Regions from separate parts of the Salmo salar genome. Here region 1 is linked to region 2. The links are chromatin contacts, called in public Hi-C maps. All regions are on one chromosome and are shown on one strand. The core of a region is the stretch at or near the end of the contact, and the rest is flanking DNA. Distances in the headings are between cores, read along the strand shown. Region 1 overlaps ell (elongation factor RNA polymerase II). Region 2 holds the start of LOC100194916 (FKBP prolyl isomerase 8).

Region 1 (6,520 bases), core at 3,787-6,286, 36 kb before region 2:
ATAGCCTCAAAACATGGCTAAAACTATCATTTTGATTTCATGAAAGGTCAGTCCTTGCATCCATAGCCGTCTATGAATTTGAATGGTTACATTTCTCCAGGCCCATCCATCAGCTTTTTAGCAAACCTAAGGCGGGGAGCCCATTTTTTATTGTTTCAATTGCGGTGACTAGCTTTAAAACTTTTAAATTGTATAGAAATGCAGATTTCACAACATTTCTTGGGGGGGGGGAAGAAACCACTGAACTTGAATATTTTCCCCATGTTAATTTTCAAATGAATTTATTTTAATAAATTAGGGCAGATACAAATTAACACAATGCATACATTTTCAAAGCTATTTGTGATACCCCATGGCCACCCATGACTGGTTCTTGGTCCCCCTTGGCCACCCCATAAAAAAATGTATAGAAAGCCCCTGCCTATGTGACTGACTTGACTAACCTGTTGCAGGAGGCTGTCAAGAGAGTCTTTGTCGAAGGGCAAGAGGCCGTCCTTCTGCAGGCGCAGGATGAGCTCCGGCTTCCTATAGGGCTTGAGGGCCAGCAGGTGGGTGAGGCGCTCCCTCAGGGGCCTCTGCTGCGCCGTGCTCTTCTTCCCCGTGCTGCTGGAGATTATGACAGGCCGCGACGTCCGCCGCGACGGAGCGATGTCAGACAGGCCAGGTGCTGGTTTCCGGATCTGCACCTTCTTACCTGAGAAAAGAAAAGCAACATTGTTGTGTGTAAGAAAGGTTGAGCCTTTGTGACATCTAACCATGTATGGTTGGGGTTGTAATGAGAAGTTCTAGGGCCATCTGAAGTTCTATTCAACAGAGAAAAGCAAACACTCCTATCAGGGTGAACTTTATGAGAGAACCTAAGTTGTCTATAAATTTACCACAGTACAAACAGTTGAACAAGCTGCTTCCTGGCAAAACAGCCACATTAATCAGACATCTGTGAACCTGTGATGGTGTTTGTGGTGACTGGGCAGTTAGTTGGTTCGTTTGAGTCAGAGACGTAACTGTGTGAAGCTCTGAGCACCTAACCATCCGGCCAGCCCATTGGGCCCCACACAGGGAACCATGAGCATGCAATTATCCCTACGCTGTGAGCTCAGCCATTTTCACCAGAATTAAGGTCATACGGAGATAGAGTGTGACTAAGGCACAGCTTGGGACTGAAAATAAATTAAACCACACCGTTTCTGACTTCCTCTCCAACAAGTCAATTACAGCGCATCCTAGAAGCTTAATAAAAAATAAAAAAACAGCAATGCATAACAGAGATTATGGTGTTTCAGTTCTAGATACACTTCTACTTTGTTTCTGTTCAGGGCTACTATGGTCTTTACTGAAGTGCAACAGAAACAGTTTCAGTATGCAGCACTCCTGAGACTAGTAAAAAGCCCAGTCTGATGTTCACTTTAAGCAGCCATGCTTGTCTCTGTGTGTGCGCGCGCGTGTGTTTTCAGTGTGGAAATACAATCTCTAGACTGGAGGCGGCTAGGATAGGAGGCTAAAACTGCCACTGGACAGGGCCTCACTAGGAGGACGAAGGGCTGCTTGACTGATGCGGAAATAACACCATATTGAATTATAGCCTAGCTGATGAGCCTGCCACTGCTCTGGCTCACTGTCGCGAGACCCAAACACACCCTAATACGAGACGGCTCACCATCAGCATTCACCCTGAATGTGAACCGACATGAGGGAAAGTGTCACAAAACAAAAACAAACAGGAATGAAAAACCTCTTTCTAATACAGTATGCATATATCCTAGACAGGGCTACAGGCCTTTTAAATTAGTAGCCTATGTTCTGTTTGACTGAGCTGGTTCTGACCGAAGGCCCTTACCACAGCTGAGTGTAAAGCGTAATGACGAAGGGCCTTACCCACGTATCTCCCCCCAGGCTTGATGACGATCGCACCCCTGCTGCGGGTCTCCTCCTCTGCCTGAGCCATGCTTTGCCTGGCCTTCTGATAGGAGTCGTCTGTGGCACACACAGTGATCTTGTCCTGGATCCCACCCAGGCAGTCCAGCTGAATGCTCCCTTCACTGGGACAACGGAGGAGAGGGTTACACAGAAACAAAGACCAACAGGTCAACTCACTCCCACGCTTGGGGAGATTCTCTTAGCTTCCCTACAAAAAGGTACAAACTTTTAACTTTGAGTAGACACATCCAAATGGCATTAGCTTACAGTTTGAGGAACATGTAACAAAAAGACACTAAATCATTGCTTTTATTGCAAAAAAAATAAAATAAAGACTTGAGGAAGTTTTTTTTAATGTAACAATTTTCTGTCTTAGCCTTTCCTTATGCTGCCCAACGCACCTTGCTGTGCTAATATTCATGACATACCACTGCATAGAGTGCACCATCATTTGATTGTCTATTCAACTGTGGATTCCCACATTATCAAACCAATGTTGCATCAAATCCTATTCTTTCCTGGTTTTCCCTGTCTTTGATTCCTCCTCACGTTGACGACGGTTTGGCAGGGGATATAACGAAATTGGCAGCCCTCAGTGGCTCTGCCCCGGGTTTATAGCGGAATTAGAGGCTCATGAGGATCCAGGTCGATGGGTGAACTCCAGCCGACCCAGTCTCTCATTAGAAATAGTTGAGGACATGGGTGTTAAACTAGACAGTCAGAGCCGGGAGTCAGTTCCTCTCCTTCCACCTCAATACGCAGACATCTGGCCCAATTGAATTAATGTGCTCAACATTTGTCTTTGATCAGACGGAGGCAAATAGGACAGAAAGCACACTTGAGAACAGATGGCACTCACTCTGCACCAAAGCCTGTGATCAGGAAGTTCTCCTCCAAACATTTTTCAGAACTCTCCTAATCCAGTTCAGCTCTTAACCATGTTAACAAACTTCTCCGTATGCAAACAGTTACTCAATTTAGCCTGTCCAAATAGACTTTTTCAAACCTACTGACAGAGTGGAGTCATGGTAGCTTCATTCAACAGTGTCAACTGTGTTAGCATGCATCAATGCTTATTATGCGTGTATATGAGTGATGAATGTCTCATATGTCAAAGAGAGGATGAGGCCAGTGCCTCTGTGCTCACTCACCTGGTGATGTACTGCTGAATGCAGTCGAAACTTCCCTGTGGGTTGTCTCTACCAACATTGGACAAGTAGAAAGTAAACGTCCGCAGCTCATTCGGATTTTCCGACCGTGGTATTGAGATTTTCTGTGGACGGAGGAGAACATTATAAATCAATGGCTGACATTCTTCCCGAGAGTGCATTTAAATGATCAATATAGGAAAGGTCATCCATAATCTATTCAATCCAATACATCCAGTAGCTGATGTCACAGATTTAGAGAACAAATCTAACAGTGTTATTTGCTGAACGTCTCACTCACACACAACCCCCCCCGGTGCACTTCCAGATACAGTAAAACCACTCACCACAACCATGTAACTTATGAGCAATATAGTTTACTGCACACACAAACATATGGGTGAGTAGTACTAGGCCTCAGTAGAATAGGGATTCAAGTAAATTCTAGAAATTAAACCTCAAATCTACAACGTTGTTTGAATCCCTTGGAGCATGCCCCAGGCCCACCAGGTGTTCTGACATGTTCAGTGAATAAAGCTGTATAGCCAACAACAGCATTACAACAGTAAACCCACTCGCCACCCTGTAACTTATGAGCGACATACATGTAACTGCCAAAATAAAGGAACCCCCCAGCATAGTGTCAGTAGGGCGTTTGGGACACCAAATCCCGAACAGCTTAAATGCACCTTGGGATAGATTCTACATGTGTTTGGAACAATTTTTGGAGGGATGCAACACCATTCTGCCACGAGAAATTCCATCATTTGGTGTTTTGTTTATGGTGGAAAACGCTGTTTCAGGCACCGCTCCAGAATTGTTCAATTGGGTTGAGATCTGATGGCCGACACACACACACCCTTTGAGACCCCTCTTTCAAAGTCAGATCTCTTCTTCTAGCCATGGTAGCCCAAATAATGGGCAACTGGGAATTTTTATACATGAAGCACGATGGGATGTTAATTAACTCAGGAACCACATCTGTGTAGATGCGCCTGCTTTCAATATACTTAGTATCCCTCTATTACTCAAGTGTTTCCTTTATTTTGGCAGTTACCTGTATGTGTACTGTAAAAACAAATGCACAGTATAGGTAGGTGTCTATCATGCTTGCATGGTGACGATGTGGGAGGATGATGAGTAACAGGGTGAGGCTTGAGGCTAAAAGATGGGGATGCATAGCTGAGCTAGGCTAGTCCACAAGTCCCCACTGATATGTGACATTCTGCTTGTTTAACTGGTAATGTAAGTAAATGTAACAAGCAGTGAATCGTTACTCATAGGTATTTCTGAAGTAGTCACGCCTATTTGGCCATAATTGCTCTACTGCTCCCACGTTACAGGTGTTGCTTCTAGGCAAACTTGGGAATGAGTGAAATTACCGCCTAGACTACTACCGAAACGCTGAGGCCTCTTAATCACAGGGTTCGTAGCTGGCCCACACATCTGTTGGACTTTGTTTTTAAAGAGGGAAAATAATTAGCCAAACAGTGGGTTGCTTTTAAGAGACCCATGTGATGCAGATGTTGGGTTTTCTTGTAAAACAGATCCCGATTCCAGTATCACTATAGACAGGTGTTGGTTGAGCTGTCAGAGTTCAGTTTTCAGTGAAACACCCAGTAAATATTTTTCAAGCAACAGTGATTAAGGTTAAACTGGCAGCGAGAGGTTGGAGAAATGAAGACCGATTTTAAAGCCATACGCCTCCCTCTCCTACAATGGAAAACAAATTCTAGAATTAGGGCCTTGGACTCCCATGAGGATTTTTTTGGGGTTTGTTTTGTTTTTTAAACCTACGCCTGCTGGGGTAGAGGGTAGTTGGGTATGTGAGCAAGTCTGACTTGTCTAACAGGAGTGGAGCTCCAGGCTTGAGAGAAGAACAGAGTGTTGGCTGGGGTAGAGCAAGGCATGGCCAGGGGAGAGGGCGGTGTTGTTGGGAGTTCTGGCAGGCTTGCTGAGCAGGCTGACCCCTGGCTTGGTCTGTTGGCTCCCTGCAGTGTTGGAGAGCTGTGACCCACTGCTCCTCTAACACACTGGGGCTGATATACTCAAAGACCGCCATCTCGGTCTCTCTCCCTCTCGCGCTAGCAGCCCAGCTCGGTTTACCCAAGGTCCTAACACGTGTGGAGCCTGCAGGTGGCCAACTATAAATAAACACTGGGCTCTCGGTTATGTGAGACGCTCAGCCTCAGCTCCAGTACAAACCTGCCTTTTATGCCCCACATGGAAGAGATCTAGCCTTTCACAGTGCGGCGTTATCAACCCATTGCCTTGTGTGTTTATTAGAAACTCTGAATGGGATTAGACCCATTATTGTAATGTCCAATTGAGGTAGCCTGGATATTACAATAATCTTACTTCACAAGAAGAAAACAAACAGGACAATGATCATGCTTCCTCATTCAAACATTCCGCTGAATATGATCGATTCACCACTTCCTGATCATGCTTCCTCATTCAAAAGTTCCGCTGAATATCATCAATTCACCACTTCCGGATAACTGAGGTGACTGCAGATGTGCACACCAGACACCCCTCATCAGTAAGAGTATGTCGATCTCACACACACACAATTTACAAGGGTAGTGAGTGTGTGTGTAACCTGCGATGATTAAGAGGCAGTGGGACTCACTGGAAGGCAAAGGAGGGGTGAGTCAGTCTGACACAGTACAGGATTACAGAGTCGGGCCCCAGCTGTGAATGTGGGCTGATTGAGGCTCCACGCAACAGATGCCCTGATCCCACTGCAGGCAGGCCGGGGCCAACCAACCAACAGTAATGCTGCAGCAATGGGCTACTGCTTGTGCCTACTGGCAGTTATCTATGGACACTGGAACTTCACACAGACGTTACAGTCAGGTGGTGAATTACTACCCTCTCAAAAATACTTTATCCACATGAAAACCAGCGAACCTCAAACCCACACTACATCTAGCCATAACCAACCAGACAGGTCGGAAGCAGCCTTCTCTCAGAGGAAATGCCAAGCCAAAATGATGCATTTTATTACCAAAACATGCACTCAAATGAGAAACAGGGAGCATGGAAAGAGGGGTAGTCCATCCTCAACAAAAAGCTGAATGAACAGCACACTCCAGCGCACCCTCTCCACCAGACAGACATGGTCACCCACCCTACCATCTGAAAAGCAAATGGATTTTAACAGCCATTTCCAACCCCCTTTTCTCTCTGCCTCCAGCTCTCTTCATATTTTGCACAGTCCTGCAAACAAAGCCTCTTTTCAGGCCAGGGGCACTGGAGAGGACTGCCCCTTCACAGCAGCTCCTCCTTAGCTGTAATTAATGAAACAGCTGAGGGAGAGGCCGTGCAAAGCAGGGGGCATTCATTGCTGGCACAAGCCTGTCCTCCTCGCCAAATACAGCCAGACATACAGCCTGAGGAACACTGACACACACACACACAGTCGTTCACCCACACAGGATGTTTACCATCCC
Region 2 (6,121 bases), core at 1,694-4,193:
CAAGATTAAGAAATCCTCCATACCTCCCCAAGGCACCGTATGCATATTTAGCATTGGCTTGGACGAGGGCCTTCTCCCTCATTTCCATGAGCTGCACTGTGAGATCCAGAGCCTGCGAGAGCACAACAGACTTAAAGCCTGATTACTACACTTCTCACCATCTTGGTTTGGATGCATTGCTGGTGAATATAAACTCGACACTGAACTTGAAATACACATTTCACCCATTTACACTTCTGAGATCTACTAACATCATCACTACATTGTATGCAATCAGATCGGATTTGCCTTCACTTAAAATACTGAGTAGAATGTACCTGGATGACATCACCATCTCCCAGAGTGAAAGAGAGCTCAGGTTGCTCTTCTATAAGAGTCCCATCAGCCAGTGAAGTCTTCAGGTGAATCACGACATTCTGGCCTTTTGTGGGCCTGCTGTCTGGCCCATTCCCTGCCTGCAGGACTTTCTTCTTTAGCTGGCCATTACCTGCAAATAGATACGTGAGAATATATGCCAAATGGTGATGACGGTCACCCAGTGATGTTCCTTTCTCTTCAACCTAAAAATAGAAAAGGTCATTTTGTTACCTAGTATATCCATCCATTCGTCTAGTGGAGCTGAAGTGCCAGTGTCTTGGTCCTCTGCAGGCTCCTCTGTTTTAGTCTTCTTCCCACCCCCAGCATCTTCCAAAGGAGGAGGGTCGTCATCAATGTCATCATCCAGCATCTCAAAGTCTTCCCCACTGTCCAGCAGCGAGGCTTTCCCTGACTTCTTCCCTGAGAGAACCATCTCTGGGTTATCCCCTGCACCCGTCACCTCCTCTTTGTCAGTCATCTGTTGAAATGCCTTCAACGCAATTTAGAAATACAGATGAGAATAAACAGGGGTAATTTGGTTAGCAGCATAAATTGTGCTGCTAATTAAGGGGTGTTATTGGCTATACACACACACTCTCTGGCATCATACCGTGTAGCTTGTTTGGAAAGAATGGGTTGCTGTGGTTTGGCCAGATTCATCCATGATTCTGGGTCTGGTAACGTTAGCTAGATACCATGACAGTGAAGACGCATGGCGTTCATGGCGTTCACTCCCACTGCACTAAAAACTGCTATGGTGAAACCCCTTCTGAAGAAAAGTCATCTCCAACCTTCCATTCTTAAGAAAAAAAATTCTGGAGAAATTGGTGTTTAAAGAGCTAAACGACTTAACTGACAACTATATTTTTGAAAAATTCCAATCTGTTTTTTGTGCCCACCACAGCAAAGAGACAGCCTTAGTTAAAGTGGCAAGTGATCTTAGAGCCAACACAGACGCCAAACAGCTCTCTGTCCTTGGATTCTTGGATTTAAGTGATACATTCTACACTGACCATGATGTCCTTCTGGACAGGTGGGTTGCTCTCTCCGGTCCAGTTCTAAATTGGTTTAGGTCCTATTTAACCGGTCGAGAGTGTTGTCACCCTTGGTGAACATAACTCAAAGAAAATACATATCACATGTGGCTTTCCACAAAGTTCGATTTTGGGTCCGGTACTGTTCAGATATACATGTTACCCCTTGGCAGAGTTATCAGAAAGCACAGCATTGATTTTCAATGCTACACAGATGATAACTTTATATTTCTGTCACCAGAGGATTTTAGCTCCACGGATAAATGATTAGTAATTTAAATAATTGGATGGCTCACTTCCTCCAGCTAAATCAAGACAAACCCGAGGCAGTTGTTGGAGCCAACGCAGAGAGAATCTAGCCACACATTTTAATTCATGGGCAATAAAAAGATTAAACACCAGGTAAAAAACCTTAGTGTTATTTTAGATCCTGAACTTAATTTCAACTCACACGTTAGGAATGTGACCAAAATAGCTTTTTACCACATGAGGTACATTGCCAAGATGCAGCCGTTTCTCTTTCAGGGTGTTGCAGAGAAACTCATCCATGCTTTTATTACAAGCAAACTTGACTACTGTAATGCTCTCTTGTCTGGTCTGCCCAAGAAAGTCATTGGTCAACTGCAAAACATACAGAATGCTGCAACACGGGTACTGACCAAGACCAGACAGAGAGCACACATTACACTGCACTGGCTGCCTGTGAGCTTTAGAAAATACTTTAAAGATTATTCTATTGGTTTTAAATCAATCCACAACTGTGCACCCAAATACATGTTAGACATGATTTTAAGTTATGTACCCAGTAGGTCCCTCAGGTCCTCTGGCCTTTTAACTATCACAAAGTCTTGGACCAAGAGGCATGGAGGCAGCCTTTAGTTACTATGTCCCCAGCCTCTGGAATAGCCTGCAATAGAACATGAGGGGGGCCAAAACTGTGGACATATTTAAGAGATCTTAAATCATATTTTTAGCTTTGCTTTTCATGAGGGTGCTTTTTAGTTGTTCAGTTTGTGTTGTGTAGTCTGTGTGTAGTAAATATGTCAGCTTTTATTTTCAATTTTTTTAAATAATTGTTTTCCTGTAAAGCACATTGCGTTGCATTCCATGTCTGAAATGCGATGTATAAATAAAGCATGATTTGATTGAGAGAAACGTCAGAAAACAGACAGCTAGCTAGCTAATTAAAGCGTTAGCTAGCAAGCAATGTAGCTAACTAGCACTGTGCATTAGCTATTGGTAACTACTACAGCTAGCTAGCCATCTTACTTAGCTAACTGTTCACATTTTTAACCATTTTGGTGATAAGAATGAACAGGATTTCAGTGGGTGTTTCGAGAACTTTCTGAGAAGTTTCTTGTTGAGAGACTACTTTAGCTACAGTATTTAGCTAGCCAGTTTATCTTATACAAATTGACTTACTGTTGCTTCGTTCAAAAGAACAAAATGACAGCAAGGAATCAATTAAATTGCACCTTACCTTAAAATATTATATGCTTCGTAAATAGACTGAACGCTTGATTGAAGAAGAGTTTGTGATGATAGCTTAGCTTGATCCTTTAGTCAATTCAGCAAGCTCTTCCTGTTCACCTTGGGCCTGACATCTTTTCTGTATTTCTATTGGCTTATAATATTTAATCAATCACACGATTGGTAGTTCCCAATGACAGTCAAACAAATGACCTGACCGTTCAAACCAATCATGAAAACACACCCTGGATTGCAAAATACATGTATTGGCCCTTGAGAGTGTTTGAAGCAGCCAGTATGTCATATTGGCACTCCCCAGTAGGAGCAGTCCTCCATAGGAATGAATGGAATTCTGCAGTATTTCAGTTAAATGTTTCAAGGACTAAAATACATGTATTTAAGCATTTTTGTTGTTATAGTGGGGACATTAACATTAGTCATCTCTAAAAATTATACTTTAAAGGAATTGTTTTATATATATATTTAAATGTTTATGTTAAACTCACATCATTTAAAAGAATAATCGTGGCAAAAACGAATGTCGACATTAATAGACGTATTTCCAACACAGTGACTTCAACACAGCGCCCCCTATAGTCATCTAGTGTATATATAAATCATTGGTTCAAACATGCAGTTGAAGTCTGAAGTTTACATAAACTAGTTTTAATGACTCCAACCTAAGTGTTTCAACCACTCCACAAATTTCTTGTTAACAAACTATAGTTTTGTCAAGTCAGTTAGGACATCTACTTTGTGCATGACAAAAGTAATCTTTCCAACAATTGTTTACAGACAGATTATTTCACTTATAATTCACTGTATCACAATTCCAGTTTGTCAGAAGTTTACATACACTAAGTTGACTGTGCCTTTAAACAGCTTGGAATATTCCAGAAAATGATGTCATGGCTTTAGAAGCTTCTGATAGGCTAATTGACATCATTTGAGCCAATTGGAGGTGTACCTGTGGATGTATTTCAACGCCTACCTTCGAACTCAGTGCCTCTTTGCTTGACATCATGGGAAAATCTAAAGAAATCTGCCAAGACCTCAGAAAAAAAATTGTAGACCTCCACAGGTCTGGTTCATCCTTGGGAGCAATTTCCAAACACCTGAAGGTACCACGTTCATCTGTACAAACAATAGTACGCAAGTATAAACACCATGGGACCACGCAGCCGTCATACCGCTCAGGAAGGAGACACGTTTCTGTCTCCTAGAGATGAACGGAGTTTGGTGCGAAAAGTGCAAATCAATCCCAGAACAACAGCAAAGGACCTTTTGAAGATGCTGGAGGAAACCGGTACAAAAGTTTCTATATCCACAGTAAAACAAGTCCTATATCGACATAACCTGAAAGGCCGCTCAGCAAGGAAGAAGCCACTGCTCCAAAACCACAATAAAAAAGCCAGACGATGGTTTGCAACTGCACATGGGGACAAAGATCGTACTTTTTGGAGAAATGTCCTCTGGTCTGATGAAACAAAAATAGAACTGTTTGGCCATAATGACCATCATTATGTTTGGAGGAAAAAGGGAGAGGCTTGCAAGCCGAAGAACACCATCCCAACCGTGAAGCACAGGGGTGGCAGCATCATGTTGTGGGGGTGCTTTGCTGCAGGAGGAACTGGTGCACTTCACAAAATAGATGTCATCATGAGAAAGAAAAATTGGGGATATATTGAAGCAACATCTCAAGACATCAGTCAGGAAGTTATAGCTTGGTTGCAAATGGGTCTTCCAAATGGACAATGACCCCAAGCATACTTCCAAAGTTGTGGCAAAATGGCTTAAGGACAACAAAGTCAAGGTATTGGAGTGGCCATCACAAAGCCCTAACCTCAATCCCATAGAACATTTGTGGGCAGAACTGAAAAAGCATGTGCGAGCAAGAAGGCCTACAAACCTGACTCAGTTACACCAGTTCTGTCAGGAGGAATGGGCCAAAATTCACCCAACTTATTGTGGGAAGCTCGTGGAAGGCTACTCGAAACCTTTGACTCAAGTTAAACAATTTAAAGGCATTGCTACCAAATACTAATTGAGTGTATGTAAACTTCTGACCCACTGGGAATGTGATGAAAGAAATAAAAGCTGAAATAAATCACTCTATTATTCTGTCACATTCTTAAAATAAAGTGGTGATCCTAACTAACCTACAACAGGGAATTTGTACTAGGATTAAATGTCAGGAATTGTGAAAAACTGAGTTTAAATGTATTTGGCTAAGGTGTATGTAAACTTCCGACTTCAACCGTACCTGTGGTTCAAACACATGAAGTAAATTAATGCTTTTATAGGGTTGTCAAATGCATTCAAATATGCTCAAACCACACATTTATTTATAATTTAGTAAGTTAAGTTGTCTCACAGGCTTCGAGATAATGGCATATAAAATACTTTGGGAGATCATATACTCTCTTTTTTAGCTGAAGATCAAAGAGGTGCACAGAAGACTCAAACAATTGGGAAAAATCAAATTACATTTATTATTGATGCAGTCGTTTCTTTTGATAAGCAAATCTGTTATTCTTTCAGTCTAAAGAAACTTTACAATATAAAGAAACATACAAAGGACATCTTTATTACCTACACAAGACACCTAAGTCCCTAAGACAAGATCTGAACTATCCTACCATGAAATACAAAGCAAACCCAAGAGACAGACTGCTTCATATAGAATACTGCCAAGTCATCAGAAAGGACAATGAATGATACAGGATAATATTTTTTTCCTTCCCCTTCGACCCCCCCCCCACCCCAAATCTTTCTAATGTTACAGTATTATATATCACAATATAAGTACAGAGATGGCCAACAATTGTATTACACAGAGGACTGAGAGAGGATCAGTGAGCATCAATCTTTACAACGCTATTTCATCAGGAGTAATAGCAAGGACACAGTTTTCCCCCATAAGTATTACTTTTATCTAGTCTTTAAATTTAAAATTAAGTTCCTTTAGTATTTCTTCCTTTTAAAAGTTTGTCTTAAATTGATAAAAATCCTTCATATTAAAAACTGTAATATGTGGTCGCATGTTAACGAGACGATGGCCTTTGAGTAGGCAATAACCATTCTTAGAACTAATTTGAGATTATTTCCATTGGCAACAGGGGTCAAGGACAGAGTGAGGACGCTGTAGTTGCAAGAATAAATGGTATCAATGACATCAGACATCCCCTTCACCTCTCTCTGTCCTTACAGCTAAATTAATGGTAGATTGTTTTCACATTTCCTACATGTATACTGACCAG

The links. Hi-C and Micro-C count contacts between places; a contact is called where the count stands out from the background.
Region 1: a Hi-C map of muscle shows a contact between it and region 2, with 3 times the contacts expected there. The contact joins the enhancer-like site here to the promoter of LOC100194916 in region 2. A contact is called at or near these places in 3 of 3 Hi-C or Micro-C datasets (blood, gill and muscle).

The regions. Positions count from the first base shown.
Region 1 is chrssa23:32,354,742-32,361,261 of Ssal_v3.1, reverse strand. ell (elongation factor RNA polymerase II) reads right to left here. Exons shown (of 12, transcript XM_014169746.2): 3 at 3,069-3,190; 4 at 1,876-2,039; 5 at 444-694. Among protein-coding and RNA genes, the nearest start is that of ell, 28 kb to the right of the region's middle. Within about 2 kb of position 5,036, at least 3 of the 13 cell types and tissues checked have an H3K27ac peak or open chromatin away from gene starts, as enhancers often do. A contact at or near this core is called in gill and muscle, where this site is marked.
Region 2 is chrssa23:32,317,212-32,323,332 of Ssal_v3.1, reverse strand. It overlaps LOC100194916 (FKBP prolyl isomerase 8), which reads right to left and starts at 2,943. Exons shown (of 9, transcript NM_001139945.1): 1 at 2,872-2,943; 2 at 589-847; 3 at 318-487; 4 at 24-112. The coding sequence starts at 835. It overlaps ssbp4 (single stranded DNA binding protein 4), which reads right to left. Exons shown (of 18, transcript XM_014169744.2): 18 at 5,335-6,121.